3 separate regions of the Pan troglodytes genome follow, and regions 1 and 3 are each linked to region 2. A link is a contact called in public Hi-C and HiChIP or PLAC-seq data. All regions are on one chromosome and are shown on one strand. The core of a region is the stretch at or near the end of the contact, and the rest is flanking DNA. Distances in the headings are between cores, read along the strand shown.

Evidence for each region. Hi-C and Micro-C count contacts between places; a contact is called where the count stands out from the background. HiChIP or PLAC-seq counts read pairs in DNA pulled down with a chosen protein or histone mark.
Region 1: a contact with region 2 is called in an H3K4me3 HiChIP or PLAC-seq map of stem cell-derived excitatory neurons, with 3 times the contacts expected there. The contact joins the promoter of SASS6 here to the promoter of RTCA in region 2. A contact is called at or near these places in 1 of 7 Hi-C or Micro-C datasets (stem cell-derived neural progenitor cells) and 1 of 1 datasets of contacts at active chromatin or transcription factors (stem cell-derived excitatory neurons).
Region 3: a Hi-C map of stem cell-derived neural progenitor cells shows a contact between it and region 2, with 2.8 times the contacts expected there. The contact joins the promoter of MFSD14A here to the promoter of RTCA in region 2. A contact is called at or near these places in 1 of 7 Hi-C or Micro-C datasets (stem cell-derived neural progenitor cells) and 1 of 1 datasets of contacts at active chromatin or transcription factors (stem cell-derived excitatory neurons).

What each region holds. Positions count from the first base shown.
Region 1 is chr1:131,043,184-131,047,191 of NHGRI_mPanTro3-v2.0_pri, forward strand. It overlaps SASS6 (SAS-6 centriolar assembly protein), which reads left to right and starts at 2,402. Exons shown (of 17, transcript XM_513588.7): 1 at 2,402-2,661. The coding sequence starts at 2,597. It overlaps TRMT13 (tRNA methyltransferase 13 homolog), which reads right to left and starts at 2,277. Exons shown (of 10, transcript XM_054668150.2): 1 at 2,096-2,277. The coding sequence starts at 2,242.
Region 2 is chr1:130,911,209-130,915,668 of NHGRI_mPanTro3-v2.0_pri, forward strand. It overlaps RTCA (RNA 3'-terminal phosphate cyclase), which reads right to left and starts at 1,912. Exons shown (of 11, transcript XM_001160984.7): 1 at 1,642-1,912; 2 at 1,438-1,538. The coding sequence starts at 1,686. It also overlaps a transcript of DBT not described here.
Region 3 is chr1:131,138,821-131,143,237 of NHGRI_mPanTro3-v2.0_pri, forward strand. It overlaps MFSD14A (major facilitator superfamily domain containing 14A), which reads right to left and starts at 1,473. Exons shown (of 12, transcript XM_001160022.6): 1 at 932-1,473. The coding sequence starts at 1,015.

The sequences.
Region 1 (4,008 bases), core at 1,152-3,651, 130 kb after region 2:
AAAGCTAAGAAATTTTTTTTTTTTGGAAAATACTATATATTCAATAGAAGAAAAAGAAAATACTGTATATAATTTCTTCCTTATTGCTGACTTTAAATCCTAACCTCCATGTAAAAGACTATTCTAACCCCCAGAGCCTAACTGTAGCATAGGAAAAAAAAAAGCACATTTAAAATTTATTAGTTGAATTTAGAAACAGGAATTCTCAATCTTGGCACTATTGACGTTTTGGGCAGGTAATTCTTTTGAGGGGGTGAGTGCAGGGGGCTGTCCTGTGATTTGTAGGAGGTTTAGCAGCATTTCTGGTCTCTATCCATTAGATGTCAGTGATACTCCTCAGTTTGACAACCAAAATGTCTTCATTTTGCCAAGTGTCCACTGGAGGCAAAATCAGTCCCAGTCGAGAACCACTAGGTAAAAATGAGTGGTGTCATCACAGCTATATATGACACTTAGAAAAAAAGATGGAAACACAACATCCAGTTACATCATAAATTACAGATTCAGGAGGATAGCCACAATTTAAAACGAGATAGTAGTCATGAAAAGTGTTTCCACTTGATGTTTTGCGGTCTCTCTTCAAGTGTCTAATGACAACATGTCGTTCCTCTATAGGAATACTAATCAGCTTGTAAGGATTTATTCATATTCTACTATCATCACTATTTGTATTCACCTTCCCTATATCTGGATAAGGTGGAGTCTAAATCCTTCTCCTATCATAACTCTCATTCTTCAACAAGGGATGTTTGCCAGTCCCCTCAAAACCAGTCAATAGACTATGGGCATAATTCAGAGTTCCCACAACAAATCACGTCTCCCATATTCCAAAACAAGAATGTCCTTGTTTCAGTATGCTTCACTTTTGGTAAATGCCAGTCAAAACAAAATAGGAAGTAGACTACAACTATGATGGAGAATGGCAGATGAAGGGGGTCAGGGGACTGATCTGCACTGGATATTGTCTAGAAGAATAAATTCCTTAAGAAATAAAATAATGCAAATAATACTGAACATTCAGAAGCATGAAATCTGATGCTGATCGCTTTGGTTTATTCTTTATAGTTCTGTGGAACTATAAGGACATGCTCTCTTCCTATGAGCATTTTGCTCCTCTGGTTTTTATTTTCCCATCTCATATATATCCTAAAGTAATATACATATATACAAATATAAAGTGTTTGATAGTACATTTATATGCATAATTATCAAACAAAATTGTATGCCTTGTTCTCAATTGTAAAAGGTCAATTCGTATATATTTTAAAATCTTTCCTTCCCATTCCAGCAAAGTTGCATTCCTAAAAACTGTAAGTCGAAAAAATTTTTTTTTTCTTTTTTGAGATTCAGTCTGGCTGTCACCCAGGCTGGAATGCAGTGGTGTGATCTTGGATTATTGCCACCTCCACCTCCTGGGTTCAAGCGATTCTCCTGCCTCAGCCTCCCGAGTAGCTGGGGTTACAGGCTCGCACCACCACGATTTTCTTATTTTTAGTAGCTCGCGCCACGGCTGATTTTCTTATTTTTAGTAGAGAGAGGGTTTCATCATGTTGGCCAGGCTGGTCTCGAGCTCCTGACCTCAAGTGATCCGCCCGCCTCGGCCTCCCAAAGTGCTGGGATTACAGGCGTGAGCCACCGCGCCGGGCCTCAAGTCTAAATTTTTAAAAGAAAGTTTCTTCCAACCGCATTCACGAGAAGTGCTTCTCTTTCATGAAATAACAATTAGAACACAACTAGTGAAACCTTTGGGACTTCAATCACTACTTTTTCTAAACTACCACTTTCCAGCAGGAAGACGGAGCGGTAGCTTGGGGTAAAAATTAAAACCTAGCATTACCATGAGTTAAGATCGAGATAAATAGATCAAGATAAATGGGTCACTGCTGGCGCTTTACTTAGAAAAATAAAAAATTTCTCATCACTAGAACTCATAATCGCTCCGCAAGGAGGGCAAAACTGGGTTTATTAAAGTGAAAGCTGGAGAATCCAGGAGACACAAGCAGAAAGCTGTCAAAGAGGGGAGGGGCCGGGTTCCAGCACCGACAGGACCAGGATACTTATTTCCGACTCTTGAGAGAGTAGGGCGATACCACACCTCCGCGGCTCCAGCGTGTTCACCACAAAATCTTTTCCCTGCGGCCACCACCATCCTGCAGAACCGTTTCTTCTTTTCCACATAGTAACCGCATCTACCCTCAGCTGGAAAACCAGGCGCGTGCGGCGACGTCGCGGAGGTCGCCATAATTCTAGGGCTCGCTTCCGGTGTCCAGCATCCGGCAACCGGAAGAAAAGTTAGAAGCTTCCTTCGGGTCTCCTTCCCTTAACAAACATGGCTGCCTCAGCGCCCGCGCCACACAGGTTAATACCCGGAACTACCACAACCGTCTTCCCTTTATCCTCCGCAGAACCGGAAGAATCCGATGGTGGCTGGCGAGGGCCAAGTCTCTTACGCCTTCCCCTCGTTTCTCCCTCCCCGCCTCCTCCGCAGAAGCCGAGCGCCAAACTCAAACTTTATCAGGACCCGGAGGTCTCAGGCTAATTCCGAGGGCCGGGCCTGTTGGGCTTTTCTGCACACCAGCCGGGGCAGCGAGCCAACATGAGCCAAGTTCTGTTCCACCAACTAGTCCCGTTGCAGGTGAAATGCAAAGACTGTGAGGAGAGGTAAGGTCCGCGTCATCCAGTGCCCGCGGGTGGCGGTTGGGGTCAGGCCAATGGGGAAAGATGGCGGTTCTGGCCCGTGGGATCCACCTTGCACCTAGGTGTCGAGTCGGCCCCTCTAGGAAGCGGATAGGGAACCCAGAGGGCCCGGTGGTTACCTCTCTCACCAAGTCGGCCGTTGCAGAGGGGACTGGAGGAAGGGTGTGAGAAGTTAGGAAGCCGGCTCACATCAAGTTAATGTCAAAAACCCTACCTATGAACGGAATCATGAAGATTATAGCCCTACTCTTCCCTTTTGACAGATAAGAACTCTGGCCCAGAGAAGTTAAAAAAATTTACGTGAGGGCTCACAGCCAGTTCATGGCAGGGTCAGGACTAGAACTCAGGCCTTGGCTCCGAGCCTTTCCCCCTCGTTCTCTTTTGAAGTATGTTGGCAGTAAAGTTCAACTTTTAAAAACCTACCAATTTGGTGGCGTACTTTGGCTCTTCACATCAGTTGCTTTAAAAAAGTAAATTACATTTAACCGACTAAAAATGAGAAAAGCAGAAACGTCATTAATTCATTCAATAAATATTGCCTCCTTGTAAAACACCTTACTGGGCACTGGGAATACAGTGGTCAGGAAAAACAGTCCTTTTCTTCATGGAGTTTACAATCACTGGAGGAAATAAAGACCAGTCGCACAGAGAAGTGCAACTTTGATTAAGGAGGTGGTATTATTGGGGCGTAAATAGATTTGACCAGAGGTCAGGAGACTTACTTTTTTTTTCCCAGTTCTAACACTCAATGGTTGTCTCTTTTTTTCTCTGAACGTTCTTTCCTCGTTTGTAAAACTGATATAACATGCGTATTCACGTGTTTGTAATGAGGATCAGGTGTGAAATCTTTTGCGTATTCACGTGTTTGTAATGAGGATCAGGTGTGAAATCGTATGTGAAAACTAAGTGGTGTACAAATGTAACATAAAAAATGAAGACATTGCCTTATTGAGTTGCCAGTAATGTCAAACTGTAGTATATATAGTTCAGAATTCGGTCAAAAATCAATGGCAAGCCGGTCAAGGAGATGCTCCCAAAACCAGCAGCTGCATATGGAGATCTGTAGGTTTAGTTGATCATTCTTTTAATGCTGTCCAGTATGGTAGCCACTAGCCACATGTGGTTATTAGACATTTGAAATGGGGCTTATCTGAATTGTTGTGCTTTACATATGAAAATGCACGTTGGATTTTTAAGACTTACTATGAAAAAAGAATGTAAAATATGTCAATTTTTATATTATGTGTTAAATGGCAATATTTTTGGGTATATTGGGTTAAATACAATGTATTATTAAAATTAATTTCACCT
Region 2 (4,460 bases), core at 662-3,161:
GCAAGGTCTAACCACAGTAAGTGCCACATCTTCAGTGTCAGCTTCCTTTTGGGTTTTTATGAACCTAGACTACCTGCTAGTATGTATCATTTTAACGCTTCCTTGCAGACCAGTTATTCCTGACTATAAATACATACCCTGATATATTGCTGCAAATTAGAAGTGTGCTAAAGAAGAAAACTAATAGTTATTTCAGTGCCACCAGTCTCGCTTGCACTTGACTGAACAATCTATGGTGCCTGTATGGGCTGAACTATGTTCCCCCTAAATTAACATGCTGAGACTGTAACCCTCCGTATCTCAGAATGTGACTATATTTGGAGATAGAGCCTTTAAAGAGATAATTAAGTTAAAATGAGGCCACCATACAATCTTACTGGTGTCCTTATAAAAAAAAAAAAAAACTAGAACATACAGAGACGCTAGGGGCAAGGTGCACAGAGGAACCACCATGTGAAGAGGCAAAAAGACAGGCCTGGAGCAGATCCTTTTCTCATGGCTCTCAGAGGAAACCAACCTTGTCAGGACCTTGATCTTGGACTTCCAGCCTCCAGAACTGTGAGGAAATAAATTTCTGTTGTTTAAGCTCCACTCCGTGTGTGGCATTTTGTTATGGCAGCCCTGGCAAACTAATACAACACCTACAGCCTAATGAATTGGATTCCCCTGTTGGTGAACTGGAGGGCTGCAAACAACTATGACAAAGGCAATTAACATTAACATATATCAGTAATTGCCTTTTGGTAATTTCAAAACTGTAGACAAAAGACTGAGACCGCTGATTTATTAAAATGTAATAAATACAGAATACATACAAAACAATCAGCGTGGCTTCAAACCTGGGTCCTCTTCTAGCAGGTGCATGTACCTGAAGCTCAACTAGTGGCATGCCCAGCTACCCAGACAGAAGAAATAAGGTCAAATGTCAAGGTGTTTCCCTCTCCACAACAGATAATTCTGGTCATAACAGCTCTCTGGAGGTATGAATGAAAGCTGGGATAACACATCTCAGGATTCTTTCCTGTTTTATGATTCTAAAACTGACAGCAGAACCAGAATGCACTGGTTATAAAACAGGGTGTCCTCTGGCCTCACAAGCATTTCTGCCCTATCTATCTTGCCAGCTCATACGTGCTATTCGGATATTTGGAATGCCCGGTGAGGTGGGAAAACATTTTAAAAGCTAGCTCTTCAGCAAATGACACTATTTAGTCAAACAGAGAAAACTCGAGACCATTTCTAAACTCACCCCTCCAGGCTTTCAAGACTTTACAACCCAGGCCACCGCCCAGGCAGAGTGTCCCCGCCCTGGATCGCCCATACCTGCGTCTGAGACCTTCTGGGTTACCCCACTCAGACTCCCGATGCCCCAGCCCGGCAGCCCGACCCCCCGATCCCCCAGCTTCACGGCCCAACTCCCCCTCCAGCCAGATTTACCTCAGGCCTGGCGTGCTCCGGCCGGCTCGGATCTTGTGCACCCGCAAGGGGAGGCCTAGGAGACAGCTCAAGGCCGTAGAGACTCTCAGGATCTGGCCGCCCTGCAAAGGTTGGGGTACGGGGAGAAGAGAAGTAAGCACACCGGTGGTGAGAGCTCCCCTCCTTAGTTAGGCTGCAGCCCCGGCCGCTTCGCTCTGCACTCACCCCTTCCATGATGCTGCCATCGACCTCCACCCGCGGCCCCGCCATGGGGGGCACCCTGGGGCCCAGCCCGCAGCGACAAAGCCTCCGCTGGAGCAGGAGAAAGAAGAGACGTTGGCTCCCGCCCAGTAGTTCAGAAACCTTGGTTCATGCCTGGGGCTGCAGGAGCCTGACGAGAAAGCGGAAGAAGCGGCGCCTCTCGGGACACTGGAGTCAGCAGAAACGAAACCCCGGGTTCGCCCAGGTCCGCAGTCAGTGCGCATGCGCGTAGCTCGGCTTAAAGGAGCCGCGCTGGGAACACTGCGGTCGGGACGAGGAAGCTGCCGGGGAAGTGAGATGACGGTCGCGGGGGTGCCCAGGAGCCCTGAAAAACTTGTGCCCTGGACACGGCAAAATCTGCAGGTTGCAGAAAGTCTCAACTGTAAGATAACTCCTCCAGTTATCCCGCAGGCTTGTGCTTTATCTCTGTTTTGTGGGTAAATATGTGTTTATATCTGTTTTCTCGAGGATCCTGGCATACCCCGAGGTGCCGACTTTTAGAGCTGAAGATGCAAGAAAGATCGGGATCCTGCGATGCACCGAACCTGTCTCTCGAAGTGTGTGCGCCCTGGTACATTGATACTCTTGGCCTTTGGTTCCTTGCGGTGTGCGTGTTTGTGTATGCGGAGTGTGTTATCTTTGTTTCTAGGGTGACACACCATTTATTTGAGAGGCGGGCAAGGCAGAATCACTAGTTTAATATTCTGAAAAGCCAAAGTTATGCCATTTTGCTTGAGAGTGAGTGCAAGCTCTTGACTCCAAGGAACAGTGCAGCTAACAATTCACCTCAGGCTAGGGCAGAAGCAATAGCCAGCTTCTTGGTTCTGCCTGTGGCTCAGTTCCTACATAATTGAGTACCAAATAATATGTAAACCTCTAGGGAAGCAAAAAAGAGTAATTCAGCTTCTACCCCCGAAGTTATTGGAGGTATAATGGAGAGACTGAGACGTAATCAATTACAATGTCATCCTCAATAATAATTAACATGTACTGTATTTACAGTTTATTATGGGGACAATTACAATATATTAATAATATACTGTAACAATAACAGGCAACACTTATTGAGCACTTAGGTGTTGTGCACTGCATGCATTCATAACATGATAAAGTACTTACTGTTTTTACTGTTTTACAGCTTCCTGTGTTAAACAATTTGCTACAAGGTCACACAATTTTAACTAGAAGACTGAGATGTGAACCTGGGTGGTCTGATGTGAACACCACTGTCTGGTAATCCCAACGCTCTGCTGCTTTGCGACAGAGAATGTTTTAGGGAACACACAGACTATGTACTTAACCAAATCTGGAATTTGCCGTAAGATATTAATCAGAGAAGTAATGATACTTGCATTTTAAAATGAAGGCTTTGGCAGTAGGAGAAGGGTGAATAAGAGGCTTAAGAGCCTGAAGGGAGAAATGCCAATAATACAATTATCCAGCAAGAAATAATCAGAAGTTGAAGTAAGGCAATGATGGTAGGGATGGAATATAAAAAAGCTGTACCCCTATCTGACATCTTTATTGGGGGAACCCGCCCCCAATATTTCAACGTAGGTTCTTTCTATTTTCCATAAGTGTTGGCCAGCTGAGAAATAAAGAGAGACAGTATAAAGAGAGGAATTTTACAGCTGAGCCACCAGGGGTGACATCACATATCGGTAGGACCATGATGCCCGCCTGAGTCTCAGACCAGCAAGTTTTTATTAAGGGTTTCAAAAGGGGAGGGGGTGTAAGAACAGGGAGTAGGTACAAAAGTACAAAGATCACATGCTTCAAAAGGCAAAAAGCAGAACTACTAGTAAGGGTCTAACAAAGATCACATGCTTCTGAGGGAACAGGACAAAGGGCAAAAGCAGGACTACTTATAAGAGTCCAACAAAGATCACAAGGCAAAGGGCAAAAGCAGAGCTACTGATAAGGGTCTATGTTCAGCGGTGCACGTATTGTCTTAATAAACATCTTAAATAACAGAAAACAGGGTTCAAGAGCAGAGAACTGGTGTGACCACAAATTTACCAGGGCGGAGTTTTTCCCCACCCTAGTAAGCCTGAGGGTACTGCAGGAGACCAGGGCGTATCTCAGTCCTTATCTCAACCGCGTAAGACAGACATTCCCAGAGCGGCTGTTTATAGACCCCCCCACAGGAATGCATTCCTTTCCCAGGGTATTAATATTTATATTCCTTGCTAGGAAAAGAATTTAGCGATATCTCTCCTACTTGCACATCCATTTATAGGCTCTCTGCAAGAAGAAAAATATGGCTGTTTTTGCCCAACCCCACAGGCAGTCAGACCTTATGGTTGTCTTCCTTTGTTCCCTAAAAATTGCTGTTATTCTGTTCTTATTCAAGGTGCACTGATTTCATATTGTTCAAACACAGATGTTTTACAATCAACTTGTACAGTTAACACAATTATCACAGTGGTCCTGAGGTGATGTACATCCTCAGCTTACGAAGATAACAGGATTAAGAGATTAAAGACAGGCATAAGAAATTATAAAAGTATTATTTGGGAACTGATAAATGTCCATGAAATCTTCACAATTTATGTTCCTCTGCCGTGGCTCCAGCCGGTCCCTCCATTTGGGGTCCCTGACTTCCCGCAACACATCTTAGATTCTTATTACAGAAACTTAACATTCCCAGAAGAAGCCTCGCCTTTTTATTTCTAATTTTGGCTATGAATTCCTAGCTATGACCCATTTGCCCCATTCTAACTATTTCCAGTGGTAGGGGGAAAAGAACAAGACAGTAATATAATGTAGAGATGAGCTAATTG
Region 3 (4,417 bases), core at 223-2,722, 230 kb after region 2:
CTTTCCATTCTATTTCAGAACGCGGTATCAGCGGATGCAACAAAGACCACACAGTGTAGCAACGGAGAAATGTTAGCATAAAACAGTTTTGTTTTGTTTTGTTTTTCAATTAAAAATCCTACGTCCCCTGCTGGTTAACTACACACTGCATAAAGTTTACTGTGATGACAACTGTTTCTAAAAAGCAAACCTTTCTTCCCTTCAAAGTGTCTTCCTCCGATCCTTAGGCCATGACTGATTGTAATACTTTTGATCTTAAGACACACAGTGATGACTTTTCTTTGAAAACTAGCAGGTTCGAATGTAGGCCCCAGGTGTCTGCCGTCATGCTTCCGACTCCGGGAAGTGAGGGAAGCCCACCTCCGGTCAGGGTTTACTGTAAGCAGCCCAGAGCCGGACCACCGACGCAGAGGGACGTGGAAACAGAAAGCGAACGTACTACGGGGCCGCAGCGGGATCCCCGCGCCAGACGCCACCCCGTTAGCAACATATGGGAGAGCAGGGATGGTTCCCAGCCCCTTGACAAGCGCGGCGACGGCTCCGCGGGGCCTGGCGGCGAAGGCGAGGCGAGGCGAGGCTGCGGCGACGAGGGGCGCGGCGGGCGGGCCGCCGGGGGAGCCCCGCACATTCCTCCCCGCGGCGGAGGCGCACGTGGGGTTCGAGGCCGCAGGGCCTGCAGAGGCGGCCAGAGCAGAGGGCGGCAGGTGCGGGAAAGAAAGAGGACGGGCCCCGGAGGCCGCAAGCCCGAGCAGCGGAGGACGATTCCCGGAGCGGCGGCATGCGGGTCCGCGACCCCGAGGCACCGGCAGCGCGGACAGGGTGGGGGAAGGGAGGGAGGCACCGGGACGCCTAGAGACGGCAGTGTTGGGGTCTGAAGGAGAGACCGGATGGGGGCCCCGAGGGACGCTCGCCGGCGCGGAACTCAGCTCACCGTGCCTCCGTCCTTAATGATGATCTTCTTGGCCAGCATGATACTGCGGTTCGCGGCCCGTTTCTTCTTCTTCCCCTGGGTCATTTTACCATCCTCGATTCCTGGCGCTGCTGCAGCCACTCCCGGGGCGGCAGGCCCCAGCAGCTAGTGCCGTCCCACCACTACTGCCGGGCCGAGCCGCTCTGGGCGCCCGCCGCCATCTTGAGGGCCCGGCCTGCCTCCGGCGGCGCGTCACAATCGTGCGATCAGCCGACGAGCGCGCCCCGCCCCTCCCGCGTGATACCGCCCCGCCCGCTCGCCGCCAGCCCGCTCTACAGTAGCCGCGCGGCCAGGGTAACCGCGGGCTCGTGTGGGTGTTGCTGGCTACCTGTACAACTCCGTGCTCCGGCGTCACCAGCTAGCTAAATCCTCGCAACGGTTCTGGGCGATAGGGGCCGTTTTTGTCCCCCTTCTTCAGCAGATGAGGGAATTTGTTTCAAAAAGTTGTTACCTGCTCACGGAAACAGACGTCCTAAGCTATTAGCACAATCTCCAGCTGTGTTCTAATCAAGACAGGAACCGAAGGGAACAGTAAAAAATCATTTTCCATAAGTAATGGGTAACTTAAGAGATAAGGTAGTGTTTCAGAAACAGTCTTGTCCTTTTGGTGCTCAGGGACCCTCGCTAGAACTCAGCTGGCTCACGCTTGTTTACCTCCCTAGACCCAGGACCTTTTTTATTCCCTGCCAAAAAAAATACCTTACTTGACCGATGTCACCCTTTGTGGCCCTCTACGTTTTTACTATATTGTTTAAAAATAAATTCGATGGGAAGATTGCTAGAAAGGGCAATTTACACAAGTGGAAGTGGACTTTAAAGTATCACAATGTTAAAATTAGATATTGATAACTACCGTGTTGTATAATAGAATATCCTTTTCCTTAAGAGAAAAACACAAGGGATAGGGATACACCGCATGCTCCCTACTCTCAGATGGTTAGGGAGTAACATGTATGTGTATGTATATGTAGGTGGGGAAAAGAGAGGGACAAAGCAAAATGGCGAATGTTTAAAAGTACTGAAACTAGGTATGGTAGTTCTAAGATATGTTCACAGATTCAATGATATTCCTCCCTGGAAGAGGTGGACTCTAATTCCCCTCCCCTTGAGTGTAGACTAGGCTTAGTGACTCTTGATAGATCAAAACAGAAGTGACAGTATTGACTTCAGAGGCTAGGTCATAAAAGGCACTGCATCTTCCTTTGCGGGTCTCTTTTTCATTCATTTTGGGGCTTGGAGCCTGGGGAAGCCTGCTTCCGTGTTTTCAGGACACTCAAGCAGCCTATGGAGAGATCCAGTTGTCCAGGAACTGTTTGTAGCCTCCTACCAAATGCCACGGAGTGAGTCACTTTGGAAGTAGCTCCTCCAACCTTGGTCAAGCCTTTGGCTGACTACAACTTCATGAGACACCCAGAGGTAGGACCACCTAGCTTAGCCACTCCTGGAATCCTGACTCAGAAACTGTAAGATGAAAAGTACTTGGTGTAAGCCACTAAGCTTTGGGGTTATTTGTTACACAGCTATAAATAACTAATATATAGGGTAAAAGGAAAAACAGAGTAAATGAATGTATGAGTTCTTTGTACTGTTTTTGCAACTTTTCTGTAAGTTTGAAATTATTTCCAAATAAAATGTTAAAAAGTAAATTTGATTGAATTTCCTGTTCCTTGTATTTTCATACTGACTAAAAATGGAAAAAAAAACTAATTTCCATGGAAGGGAGAAGAAAAGCAATTTATAGCCTGATAGATACTTCTAATTATATTTTCCAATCAATAAGTATATTCCTTATACTTGTTTTGAAACATATATTCTCATTTTGAAACTTTTTTTATTTATTTTTTGAGACAGAGTTTTGCTCTTGTTGCCCAGGCTGCAGTGCAATAGTGCCATCTTGGCTCACTGCAACTTCCAGCTCCCAGGTTCAAGTGATTCTCCTGCCTCAGCCTCCCGAGTAGCTGGGATTACAGGTCCCCACTACCATGCCTGGCTAATTTTTTTTGTATTTTTAGTAGAGATGGAATTTCACCGTGTTGGCCAGGCTTGAACTCCTTACCTGAGGTGATGTTCCCGCCCCAGCCTCCCAAAGTGCTGGGATTACAGGTGTGAGCCACCATGCGTGGCCTATTATTATTTTCTGAGGCAGGGTCTCACTCTGTCACCCAGGCTGGAGTGCAGTGGTGCCATCATGGCCTCCTGCAGCCTCTTCCGAAACGATCCTTCTGCCTCAGCCTCTCAAGTATCTGGGACTACAAATGCACACCACCATGCCTGGCTAATTTTAATTTTTCTTTTGTAAAGACAGAGTCTGGTTATGTTGACCAGGCTGGTTTCAAACCTGGCCTCAAGAGATACTCAGTTCTACCAAAGTGCTGGGATTACAGGTTTGAGCCACCGCGCCTTGCCTGCAACTTTTTAGTTGACACCCAACTTGAAGTTCTTTAGAGAAAGTAATATGATAGATTTCATAATTCAATTCCCAGGAGCTTGTTTTGAATGGAAGTAGAGGGCTGATAATTTATTGTGTGGTTACTTTGATTTTCATAGTCCCTCAAAATCATACTTCATCTAGCTATACCAATTTTATCAGCCTTATGAACTGGTTATTGTTCAGTCATTCAAAAAATATTTACTGGGTGCTTGTGTTTGGCAGTGTTTTATTAGATGCCAGGGATACATCAATAAATGAGACACTATCTGCACAGAGCTTACATTCTAGTGGGGGACACAGTTACAAAACAAAAGGAAGGTAATTGCAGATTGCAGTAAATACTGTTGGAAATAATGTAGTAAGAGAAATTTAACACATACTAAATGTCCAGAATGTCCCAGGCTTTGTGCTAGAAAGGCTGCAATGATAAACAAGAGAGAACAGTCCTGTTCTAATAGGCCTATTGTGTATGAACTTGTCGCTTTGTATGTGATTTGGGTTGTGAATACAGCTGGCCCTCAGTATCCTGTGGATTCAACTATCCTCAGAATAAAAATATTTTTTTTTAAATCCCACAAAACAACAAAAATACAAGTAAAAAATACAGTATGACTACACAGCATTACATTGTATTAAGTACTATAAATAATCTAGAGATGATGTATGTGGAGGATGATAACCAAATGCTATGCCATTTTATGTAAGGGACTTTAGCATCCACTGATTTGGATATCCACGGAAGTCCCACAACCAATTCCCACTCCCCTCCTCATATGGAGGGATGACCGTATTCACAAACTTTGCACTAAGAGACTGATATCTCAGTTAGGGTTTTTTGGTTAGGATCAACAGAAACTAACACTGGCTAACAAACTAGTACTCGCTAACGTAAGCAAAAGGGAATTATTTGGAAGGATATTGGAAGTTTTGAAAATTAATGAGAAGGCCAAGAATCAGGCTTAGAAACAAGCAGAAACCAATGTTTGGAAAGTTCATGAAAACAGTTGATGAGGCAC